Regions from separate parts of the Sus scrofa genome. Here region 1 is linked to region 2. Evidence: chromatin contacts called from public Hi-C data. All regions are on one chromosome and are shown on one strand. The core of a region is the stretch at or near the end of the contact, and the rest is flanking DNA. Distances in the headings are between cores, read along the strand shown. Region 1 has its middle 25 kb from the start of UGT8. Region 2 overlaps UGT8 (UDP glycosyltransferase 8).

Region 1 (5,589 bases), core at 665-3,164, 61 kb before region 2:
GAAATTGACTGGTTGTATGTAATGTTGGCAGTATTTCTCTACTCTGGAATCCAGGAATAAGAAGTGTGATTTGAAATCCTGATGCCCATGCTTGAAGCTAGCTGAATCATTTCAATATTATTTTGCATACCTACCTATGGAGGAGCTGCATAATCAAATGAGTTTGAATAAAGTTGTTTAATTTTGTCTTGAAAACAGTGCTAATCATGTCTTCCTAATCTAAGGCATTTCACAAACATCTTTTATTCAATAAATATTTATCAAAGGCATACTACGCATTGGGCACTATGTTGAGGATGTTCAGATACTCAAGACTGCGGGAGGGCTCAAGGTTTAAGAGGATTTAGAAAACAAGTTTGCTTCAGTGTTTCTGTTGTGATTCAGTGGTAAGGAACCTGACTAGTATCCATGCGGGTGTGCTTTCAATCCAGTCTTGCTCAGTGGGTTGAGGATCCAGTGTTGCCGTGAGCTGTGTTGTAGGTCACAGATGCCTCTCGGATCTGATATTGCTATGGGTATGGTGTAGGCCAGCAGCTATAGCTCAGTTTTGACCTCCAGCCTGGGCGCTTCCATATGGCACAGGTGTGGCCCTGAAAGGAAGGAAGGAAGGAAGGAAGGAAGGAAAGAAAGAAAGAAAACAAGTTTCCTTCCGTAAGTGAAATATAGTGTTGTACCTTATGTAAGGGTGTGATTGAGATATCCAGAGTGCCCTGAACAGACATTTGGAAGTGGCCAGTTCTACCTGGGGAAGGAAAACTAGAGAGGTTCCATAGAGAAAGTGACAACAGAGGAATCAGTGTAGAAACAGGCAAAATCATAGTGGCCTGTTTGCCATCCCAAGACCATTTTCTCTTCAAGTTTGTTTTAAACAAGAGTGATAGGATGAGGAATTCCCATCATGGCTCAGTGGAAATGAATCTGACTAGGAACCATGGGGTTGCAGGTTCGAACCTTGGCCTCGCTCAGTGGGTTAAGGATCTGGCATTGCTGTGGCTATGGCGTAGGCCAGCACTGTAGCTCATATTCGAACCTTAGCCTGGGAACTTCCATATGCTGGCAGTGCTGCCCTAAAAATTAAAAAAATAATAATACTAAATATAAAAAAATACTAAAAATAAAAAAAAGGTAAAGAGTGGTATGATGAGAAAACAGATTTCCCTATAGACTAGAAGGGTGGATCTGAGGTGTGAGACAGGAATAACAGGTTAGAAGCTATTGAAGTGACTTATTAAGAGCAATTCAGGATCTTACACCAAAGTGGTGGCAGTGAGATGAAGAAAAGGGTTTCGTCACACAGATGTGGAGGTGGTGGAATGTCAAGGATAGGTGACTGGTTAGATGGTGGGTGTTACGGGAGGGTGGAGTAGGGACTTTAACGAAGAAGCAGATTCGAGGACCAGGGATGAAAGAGTTCAGTTTTGGACGTGTGGAATATTAAATGCTTGTAGAATATTCAACTAGAGGTGAGTGTCCAGGGGATCATTGTGCAGAAGTTATGAGGAGAAGGTCTGGGCTACTAGGTAGGTAGGTAGATAAATGGATAGATGAATGGATGGGTGGATGAATGGACGGCTTTAGTTATTTTCAGTATATAGGTGGTTGCAAAAATAAAATAAAAGCAAGTCCCGTGGATTTTCTAGGGTAGGTTAGACAATGAAGAGGGAAATAGTGGCCTGGGGAGATCTAAAATCAAAGAGTTGGGTGGAGAAATAAGGAGCAGTAAAAAATGAGAATGTTGCGAGTGTAAGTTGGAGGAAAATTAGAGCAGAATAGCTTTTAGTAGCTGAAGGAGGAAAAAATTTCAAGAAGTGAGAGGCTAAGTACTAAAATGAGGAGTGTCGAACAGTTCTGGTTCTGCTCCTGATAGCTCCGTGAGCTTGAACTCAGAATTTATTTCCCATTCCTCATGTAACGTAATGAGGATCAAAGTGCGACTTCCTAGGGCCACTGTAAAGATCACATGAGATAGTCTGTCAGGTTCAGTGGCTGAAAGTTTACTGGTTTGTGTTCAATAAGTGCTCACTGTTTTATGGAAAGCAGAACTTGGATTTGGAGATTAGGAGGTATGTAGACACTAATGTTTTCAGTGTACTTGCTCTCAGGGTTTAGGGAAGGTGGTTAAAATTTATGCTTAAGATGGAAACTTGATCACAGTTATAACTTTTGAGCAGGAACCCAGTACAATAGAGGCAACACAGAATTTTGAAGGGACCAGAGAGCCACAGGAACATATACCTTTTTTTTTTTTTTGTCTTTTTAGGGCTGCACCCTCAGCAAATGGAGGTTCCCAGTCTAGGGGTCTAATTGGAGGTGCAGTTGCAGGTCTACGCCAGAGCCACAGCAACGCGGGATCCAAGCCACATCTGCGACCTACATCACAGCTCACAGCAGTGCCGGATCCTTAACCCACTGAGCAAGGCCAGGGGTCGAACCCGCAACCTCATGGTTCCTAGTTGGATTTGTATCCACTGTGCCATGATGAGAACTCCTAGAACATATTCCTTGAAGCAAGAGGGGATTGCACCTGGGGAGATGTTAGCTTCCTCAGAACAAGCCATGCTTCCACCAGCCTTGGAGGGTCCATAGCATCCTTGTTGCTTTTTAAAAGCATCTGTTAAAATCATAGACATTCTTAATGTCTTATTTAAAGTTTCTTCATGTTTAAGTGAGTTCTAGTTTTTTTGATAATAAAGGGCAAGGATTATTCATTTTAGAAGAACTATAAACAGTCTACTATTATTGTAGAACAAACTTATGGTTGCCAAGAGGAAGGGGAAGGAGTGGGAAGGACTGGGAATTTGGGGTTAATAGATGCAAACTATTGTCTTTGGAATGGATAAGCAATGGGATCCTGCTGTATAAACTGAGAACAATGTCTGGTCACTTGTGATGGAGCATGATAATGTGAGAAAAAAGAACGTATACATGTATGTGTGACTGGGTCACCGGGCTGTGCAGTAGAAAATTGACAGAACGTTGTAAACCGGCTATAATGGAAAAAATAAAATATAAAATAAAATAAAATAACTATAAACAAAAACAACCAAAACAAGCTAGATATTAAAGCTGAATAAAATATAATTTCATGTTTGGGATTCAGAAGTACTTCCGTATCTTAAGGGGTCTTAAAAATCAACTGTGGAAACCAAGTATTAACCTGTGTAATAAGGAGTTCTTAAAAAATTGAGCCGACAATAGTAGTATTTTAAAATCCCTACTTTTTTCCTTAGTATTTTCTCTGTTTGGATAAAGTAGTGCTTTATGTTAGAGATAAACATTTAAAATTAGATTCTTTTTTTTTTTTTTTGTCCATACTCATAGCACGCAGAAGTGTGCTGCCAAGGATCGAGTCCAAGCCACAGAAGTGACAAGCAGGATCCTTAACCCACTGAGCCCCAGGGAACTCAGAGATTTCTATTTTAATATATGTATATGGATTTTTTACCCTGTAATTAGTAGGTGTTTGAAAAAATATTTGCATATATGAACTGGTTTGCAGAACAATCAGCAGTCAAACACAGTGCATAATGCTTACTAATTAGTTGTTAGGCATCTTAATGATTAGTTGGTTGTAAGTATTTATTATTCCCTTTAAATTAGTAACTCTGTTTCAGTATTCACCACCTACTTGCTTATATAGCATGTAAAGTAGTACTTAGTTTTAAGGGCATCCAATAACTGTCTTGAGGAAAATGAAATTAGATGTTTAATATTTTTAAGGTGTACTGAAGTCCATTGTGTATGTAGTTTTAAACCTTTGATGATGTTCTTTCCCTGAAGTTCTCTACCTGTACTTTTTGTTACTAGGACCATTCAGTTTTGGAGTTGAGTTTCAGTCTGTTGAGCTAACTCCCTGAGTGTGTGGTCCCACTCTTGGAAAGCACAGTGTTTTGTGCAGGTGACTTTCAGTTTAGAACTTCTGACAGTTCCACGTTGGATATGCACCAACTCAGTTTTAGACTATGCTGTCCTGCTCAGGACTCTCTTACAGAGAAGACAGATACCACAGTGAAATTGACTTAGCTGTAAGGTCAGCATTAGGAGTGCAGAGCTCAAACAAAACAGAACCTTTGGATTTGTGAATGGTAGGGTATATACCAGAGTCAATTCCTACTCTCTGGCTGGAAATTTTTGTAAGTATTAAGCCGTTTGAATTTGATAGAAAGAATGCATATTTAGGAACATTTCAGAGATACAGTGTATTTTGCTAATAGCTTTGTGCTATTTGTCTGAATTATAAATAATGGAAACAATCACTATATTGGAGGTATAATTTCCCTTGACTTGATTTAGATAATAGAAATGCATCCACAGGTATTCCAGTTTACTAAGTAAGTTAACATTATTCCTGATTTAATAAATATTTGCCTAATTTGGGAATACTATGAATATAAACATTTGTGTAAATTTTTTTGCGCTTTTCAATTCTGTTTTGAAGACATTTAATACTTGAAATTTTTTAAGACACCGAGTTATCTTTTCGCTATTATATTGGCTGTAACTTGCTTTAATAATAACCATGGGACTGATTTTCCTCCAAGTGAGATGTTTTAGTTTAAACAGTATTTTCCTACGGATTTAAAAAAATTTGTGAAAAGTAGAATCGAGAATACAAATATTTTTTATAATATGGCCTTGAAAAGGTGTATAAAATTTAGTTTTTATAAATTGAATCATATTTATAGAATTTTAAAGTTTCAAAACACTTGAAAATAAAGCAAAATTTCAACTCTTTTAAAATGTAGGTGAAGGGTATATAGATGTTTTCTGTATTAATCTTTATACTTTTCCACGTGTTTACAGTAATTGACAGTCCAAAAAAATATGAACAGTGATTTTAAAGCATATCATATTGTAAAGGTACCCAGAGACTTTGCTATTTTAAAACCATCTCAGAATACATCTTTCTATAAAAGGAATCCCATTTTCGTTTCTCTCTTCTGCAAATTCAAATTTTACTAATGGAGTTAGGCAAACACAACAACAAGAAATATTGGGCACACCTCTGTACCACATGGTAAATATAGTGGTATCTACCATCTTAAACATCTTAAACTTGGGACATAAAGGCTTACTCTGATGTTAGACTTCATCTTCATTGTAACATCCCTTATTCACAAGAGAAGGCATTGACAGGAAGAATTTGATTTTCTTTTAATTAACTAGTAATGGAGTGAGCCATCCAGCGGTGTGGCCTTCCCACTTTGAGAGCCGCTCTGAGACTGGGGGGACAGACCTTTCTCTTTGGCTTCTTCTGAAGAAGGCCACGTGCTTTACATAGCCTTTGCATTTGTGCTGCTGTACCTTTGGTTCATTTGTACTCACCAGCCAATCGGGAGAGCACCGTTTAGAGGAAAACTAGTCAAACAGGTTTGCCTATCTCTTTAGAAGGGGAGGGGGTGCAGTGAAATTTGTGGGAAAGGTCAAGGGTGAAACTATTTTAAGGAATATTAATGCTGATCACTGACTTATTTTGTTTGTTTGTTTTGGTTTTGGTTTTTAAAATATTTCAGGGGCAATTGTGACAACACCTCTTAATAGAGCTAACGTGAGAGTAAGGGAAACCGGAAGGAGAAGTAAATAAGAAAC
Region 2 (5,656 bases), core at 1,445-3,944:
AGTGAACTACTGTGCCCATTTCTTTGTAGTATTAAGCTATGTTTTGTGCTACAACAGGGATTTGTGGAAATACCTGAAATAGGAATTTCTCAATGGAAAATTATTCTAAGAAAAAATACTGATATGGACTCCTTTTCTCGAACTTCCTTATTTTGTTTCGTTTTACTTCTTTTAGGCCAGGTGCTAGTTTGGCTTTTCAGGAAGTCGTCGTCTTTTCAGTGCTGAATTCAGCGAGTTAACGCCAGAGTTAAGCTCAGCCTCTTCCTCCTGCTCAGCTTGAAGGGGGTCTGGAGAGCCTAGCATGGGACACCACAGAATCAGAAACATCAGATTAAGTAGGACTCATTCTGGAATCAGACTAATGGTTATTTTGTGGCTTTGGTTTGCTTTGGATCCTCCCCGAAAGACCTTGATTGAGTACAGTACCCATTTGATTTTGTGGGGTTCTCTAGGCTAGAAGTGCAGGCAGGTACAGTGGGGTTCTCTGCACTCCAACTTCCTGGACTAGCTGACCCATTCTAAGTAGTGCTGTGAGCAGAAAGCTAACAACCTGTTAGATATTCGAGATCCAGAATCGCTTTTTTTCTCGCTGCTTCTTAAGAATTGCAGTAACTTCAAGACTGTATTCCCTTTGAGAGAAAGATTCAATAAAGTGCCCCTTAGGATCCGTGACACTCATGTGTTTCCCCTTGATTTAGTTGAGAGCTCAACAGAGCTATATCTGCAGCCCAGTTTTCCCTCCCAAGTGTCCTATTTCCCCACTGCTTTCTAGGTAGTTCCACTTGGATATGAAATAGAAGTCTCAAATTTATTATGTTCAATTATAAACTCTTTTTCATCCCCCTTCAGACCTGCTTTTCCTTCTGTGTGTCTTCTTTTGAGTAATTATAGAATTATTCCAAGCCAGAAACCAGAAAATCATGCTAGCCTCTCCTAACCCTTCATTAAGTCGTTGGTTCTTACAACACCCACACCTTCCTCTTGTTCTCAGCAGCACTGAGTCAGGATTTGATAAATAGTTGTGATGTGAGGAGGAAATGTCAGGCACCCAGGGGCAGGCTGTGTTTGAGGAATGAAGAGTAGATAAGGTGTGGAAACTCGATGGGAAGTAAGTGTGGAAAGTTAGGTTATAGCCACATTGTTAAGAATGTCAACTCTGAGGACAGGAATTTTTGTTCATAACTATAGCCTTTGATATGTCTCAAGTGCCTAAAACAATACCAGGTATGGTCCATGGCATGTGCTTAAGAGTGTGTGCTGAAAAAAATGAATGGACTCTGAAACCCACCTGACTAGCTGGGACACTATTTGATAAACTGGCATTTGATAGCCATGGCTTTTTTTTTTTTCTCCCCCCCCACCCCAGAAGAACTTGGAACATATAGTTGACGGCAGATTGTTTCAGAAAGAATGTTCCAGGATGCAGTTCTGTACACTACACTCACATGTGCAAAGAATACATAAGCCTCCTCTTTCTGCATCTTTTATCCTCCCCTCCACACCCCATTCTCTTTGTTACAAATTGGCATGCTCTCCTCTCTCTCATTCTCCCCAGACCTCTGGATTCTTAATTTCCTTTTGGAACATAAGAAAGATCTAGATGTCATTTTTTGGATTGATTTTTTTTTTTTTTTCCTGGTGAGAGTTTTCATCTTTTCACTCCCAGTGGTTACTTTCCATAGCGCCTCCATACCTTGCCATGGTTATATCCTGGGACATCCTGACTGTGTGCAGTTTCTTGAAGGTCTTAAGAACCTTGAACATTTAACTCCCTTCAAAGTCAAATCAGAGTTTCAAATTTTGCTTACTTCTTTTAATTGTAATTGTAACAGCCAAAATTAAAAGCCTTATGAGAAAGAAAAAAGATACTACAGAATCTCAGTGGAAATGAATACACCTTCTCTTGGTACTTATTTCAGTCTCCTGAATGTTCACTGTGTTGATGAGAAATGTTTTCTTTTGTCTTTTAATAGAACCATCTTGACATTGATCACTCTATTGCTTTTTCAGGTTCGTTGTAGTTAACCCCTTTGGATAATCTTAGAAATCACTTGAATATTCTAAAAAACTGACAACTAGATTTCCTCCTGCATGGTAAACATTTTTTATTACCTCTCATTTATGTGTTAGTTTTATCCAGCTTTATTCTGCAGATTCAAAAACATGGCAAACAAAGTATATGTAATTTAGAGAAAATATCTTGGTACAGAAATGACTCTTTTTTTTTTTTTTTCCTTTTCTCAACATGGCTGTCATTTCAGTTCATCATTTGTTCATAGCTTATTAGACTTCCTTCCCAGGGAAAATAACAGCCTAATTGTTATATGACACATTGCTTTTAAATATTTGATCTCATCGAATCTTCCCAACGTCCCTGTGAAGTTATTTTGAGCATTTTGAGAGGAGAGAAAGCTGCACCTCAGAGAGAGTAGGTGGCTTGATGGGGATCATGCAGAAAATTGTGGAAATGGGGTTTAAACAAAATCCTTTGCCAGTTAACTCAGTGAAAATAGTGGCTGGTATGTTTTCATTTTGAATAGTAACTTTTGTACTTTCAATGGTATTTTTTGTTATTATTTGTTTGCTAAGTCTTGATTACTTATCTTAGTGGCAGTCAAAGATCATGTTTGATGTCCCTCAGTGTTTTTAAAACATTTTATAACAGCATGTTCATTATTATCTTACTTAGTGGATTTGGCAGAATGAATATTTCAGTTCTGTGCAGCCCACCTGACCCAATCGGAACAGTCTTTGTATCAGGCTCTTTAAAATGGGAAAAGAGGCCTATTGATGTTGATGTTGGGAACAAGAAAAGAGTTCCCAACACCCACCCTCCCTTCTCCCATCATCATTTCTGTGTAGGATTCTCTCACAGTCCAGGCATTCTTTGCTTCAGAATGGATGGGACTGACAAAGGATGCAGTGTTATTGGTTTCTCCACTGGGCTGGCCCCCTCTCAAGGCCCCTTTTTTAGGGGGAGAAAGGAGTAGGTTTGGGTCATAGGCTGCTGTCAGGACAGATCTGGTGCAAACTTTGCAGCCCACTCCGTCCCCAGGCTCGAAGCTGTTAAAGAGTTCCCAAGCCGTCTATCCAGATTCTCACGTCTTTAGAATGAAGCCTAGACAGGACAGAGGTGGGCCTGTACCATCCAACTTTAGTTAGGTATCCTTTCATTGGTTCTGAAGCGGTTATCTTTTAAAAATCTACCTTTACATTTCTAAAATTGGGTTGTGTTTTACATTGGCTATAATTAAACATTTCTGTTTGTTTTTGAATAGGGCGGTAAGTGTAGAAGAAAGGAGTCACCCAATGATTATCTTCTCTAAAAGTCTCAAGATCCTGCTTACCACTCCTTCTTTGAATATTTTTGCACTGGCTTCATTTTTCAACTTTAACCATGTTAACATATTACCTAAAGTTATGGAAGGTTTTACACTTTGGGGCATTTCCTTCCCCGGTCTAACTCCTTCATTCCTCATTTCATTCCCCGTCTAACTCATTCATTGCATCTCTTCATTCCTGTTCCATTGGTACCTGCCATCTCGCAGAGCCAGGCTGCTTCACCCTGCAGTCCTGAACGGTGCTCCATGGGGTGTTCTTGGTGGTGGGGAAGACAGGACACTTGGCACTGCCTTATTCTTCCTACAACCAAGTCAAGGCATTTGATGTATGATTACTCTAGGGAAAGAAATCTGGCAGTACCAGAAAACGTATCATGTGTACCACGTCACAATTGTAAAAAAGAGGCAAATGTGATAATAGGAAGCATTTGATTATAACACAGGTATTATCCACATTTCCTTATTATGGTCCCTTTTTCCACAAAGGGCTTTAAAACGCTTTCCCTATTTAATGCTTCAAGAAGATAAAATGATTATTTTTATTGTGAGGTGGTCTTTTCAAAAGCTGTGTATATGAAATTAGAGCAAAGTATAGGTAAGTGTCTAAATTGGTTATTATTTTAATTGCATAGATAAGGAATTACTCAGCTAACGTAGTGAGAGAAGCACCTGTGACAGTCGCTGCTTTTCTGCTCAGTGTTTGATCCAATATGGTGATGATTTTGCATTTATTTTACATTGTAGAAATGACAGAGTTCTTCCCCTAGACAGTGAGCAGGAAAGAACCGTAGAGACAGGCTTTGGGTTTGGGCCCAGGTTGATGTCTGAGAGCCGGAGGGGGGCGGGGGGAGACACTGCCAGGCACAGATATCTGTGCTCTGTGCCTGCCATGCCACCTAGTGGAGCATCAGGCATGCAGTTAAGTGTGAAGGACTGAATGCAGTTTCTAAACTCATGTGGTGAAATGACGTATTATTCTGTACATATATGCACAAATAGCCATCATATACCTAAGAAGTGGTAGCACTAATAAATGGCAGTTGATGTATTAAAAGAGCAATCCTTAAATGAAAAGTAATGAGAAATCTCACACTGCAAATATTAAAATTGTATTTTAAAATACAATAAATAAAACTCTTTGACACAAGCATGGATGGATAGATCAGTGAAACAGAATGGGATTTAGAAATTGAGAGGGTGGCATTTCAGATAAATGACAGGATGAAATATTCAGTAGTGTTGAGAAGGCTGGCCGGCTGGTTAAATGTAAATATGGATCCCAGTCTTATTCTTTTCTTCCAAAAAAAAAAAAAATTCTGGATGAAGGAAGGTTAGAAATTAAAGAAATGAAACTATATAAAATTACTCCCAGCCCTTTGGAGAGCTAAGCACACTTTCCATGAAGTTCCAGTTCCAAAGTTTTCACCAAGAGTGGAGCAAATTCTAGACTCCCATGGCTTCTGGCTCCTGCATCTCCTTAGGTGACCTGAAGGTCCCTATATCATCCTCACTCCAAAACCAACCCTGTCCATGTTCCCAACAAACACTGGTCACATGAAACCTTTTCCGAATTTAGGCTGCAGATTGAAGATTATGGGGAGGGGGTTACATCCAGGAGCTAGGTGCCCCCCATCCCTCACTGTCTCTATTCGGACCTCTCACTCCCCTCTTCTGCCTCCAGCTCAGGACAGAGCAGTTGTGATATCACTTGGGGGCCAAATGGAGTATCACCTTCTAAAAATGCTAGGTACTTTCCCTGAGGGGAACCATGGAAAGTAAATTGCCTCTCCTCCCTTATAGCTCAATAACATCTCTATTGAATATATTCATATTGTGGTTACTGACTATGGTAGGAAAAAAGCTGGAGGTATAGGTTTATGGATTTCATTTTGTATCACGCAAAACAAAGAACAAACAACTAAAGAAGTATTTATATTTCTACATTTATACGTAGAGTCAGTTGAGTCAGTTGAAACTCAAAGACCTTTTAAGTCCTTGGGAAACAAAATTTAAATAATGTTATTCCCATAAGGCTTAGTATTTCTGAGTGTAAACATTCTATAAATGGCGTTGACCCTGAAAGCATTATCTCTATTTAGAGAATAGTAGATAGTAATTTACTTGAAGACAAACCATAGCGAGAAAACACCATATATGTTCAGATCATTCTACTGTTCAGCATTTATATTCGTTCTAGGTGTATCTGACTTGAGACTATATGTAAAATGAAAAAATTTATATCAGTGTGCTTTGTTTCTTACTTTTGAATCTGCAAATTACACCTTTAAATGTAAACATAGTAAATGTGGTGAATG

Evidence for each region. A called contact is a pair of places that touch in the nucleus more often than the background predicts.
Region 1: a contact with region 2 is called in a Hi-C map of liver, with 1.8 times the contacts expected there. The contact joins two enhancer-like sites. A contact is called at or near these places in 2 of 5 promoter capture datasets (fetal liver and liver) and 4 of 47 Hi-C or Micro-C datasets (liver and skeletal muscle).

Annotation. Positions count from the first base shown.
Region 1 is chr8:108,305,841-108,311,429 of Sscrofa11.1, reverse strand. It overlaps a transcript of UGT8 not described here. Among named protein-coding and RNA genes, the nearest start is that of UGT8, 25 kb to the right of the region's middle. Within about 2 kb of position 1,914, at least 9 of the 83 cell types and tissues checked have an H3K27ac peak or open chromatin away from gene starts, as enhancers often do. A contact at or near this core is called in liver, where this site is marked.
Region 2 is chr8:108,245,334-108,250,989 of Sscrofa11.1, reverse strand. All of the region lies in intron 1 of UGT8 (UDP glycosyltransferase 8), which reads left to right. Among named protein-coding and RNA genes, the nearest start is that of UGT8, 35 kb to the left of the region's middle. Within about 2 kb of position 2,694, at least 5 of the 83 cell types and tissues checked have an H3K27ac peak or open chromatin away from gene starts, as enhancers often do. A contact at or near this core is called in liver, where this site is marked.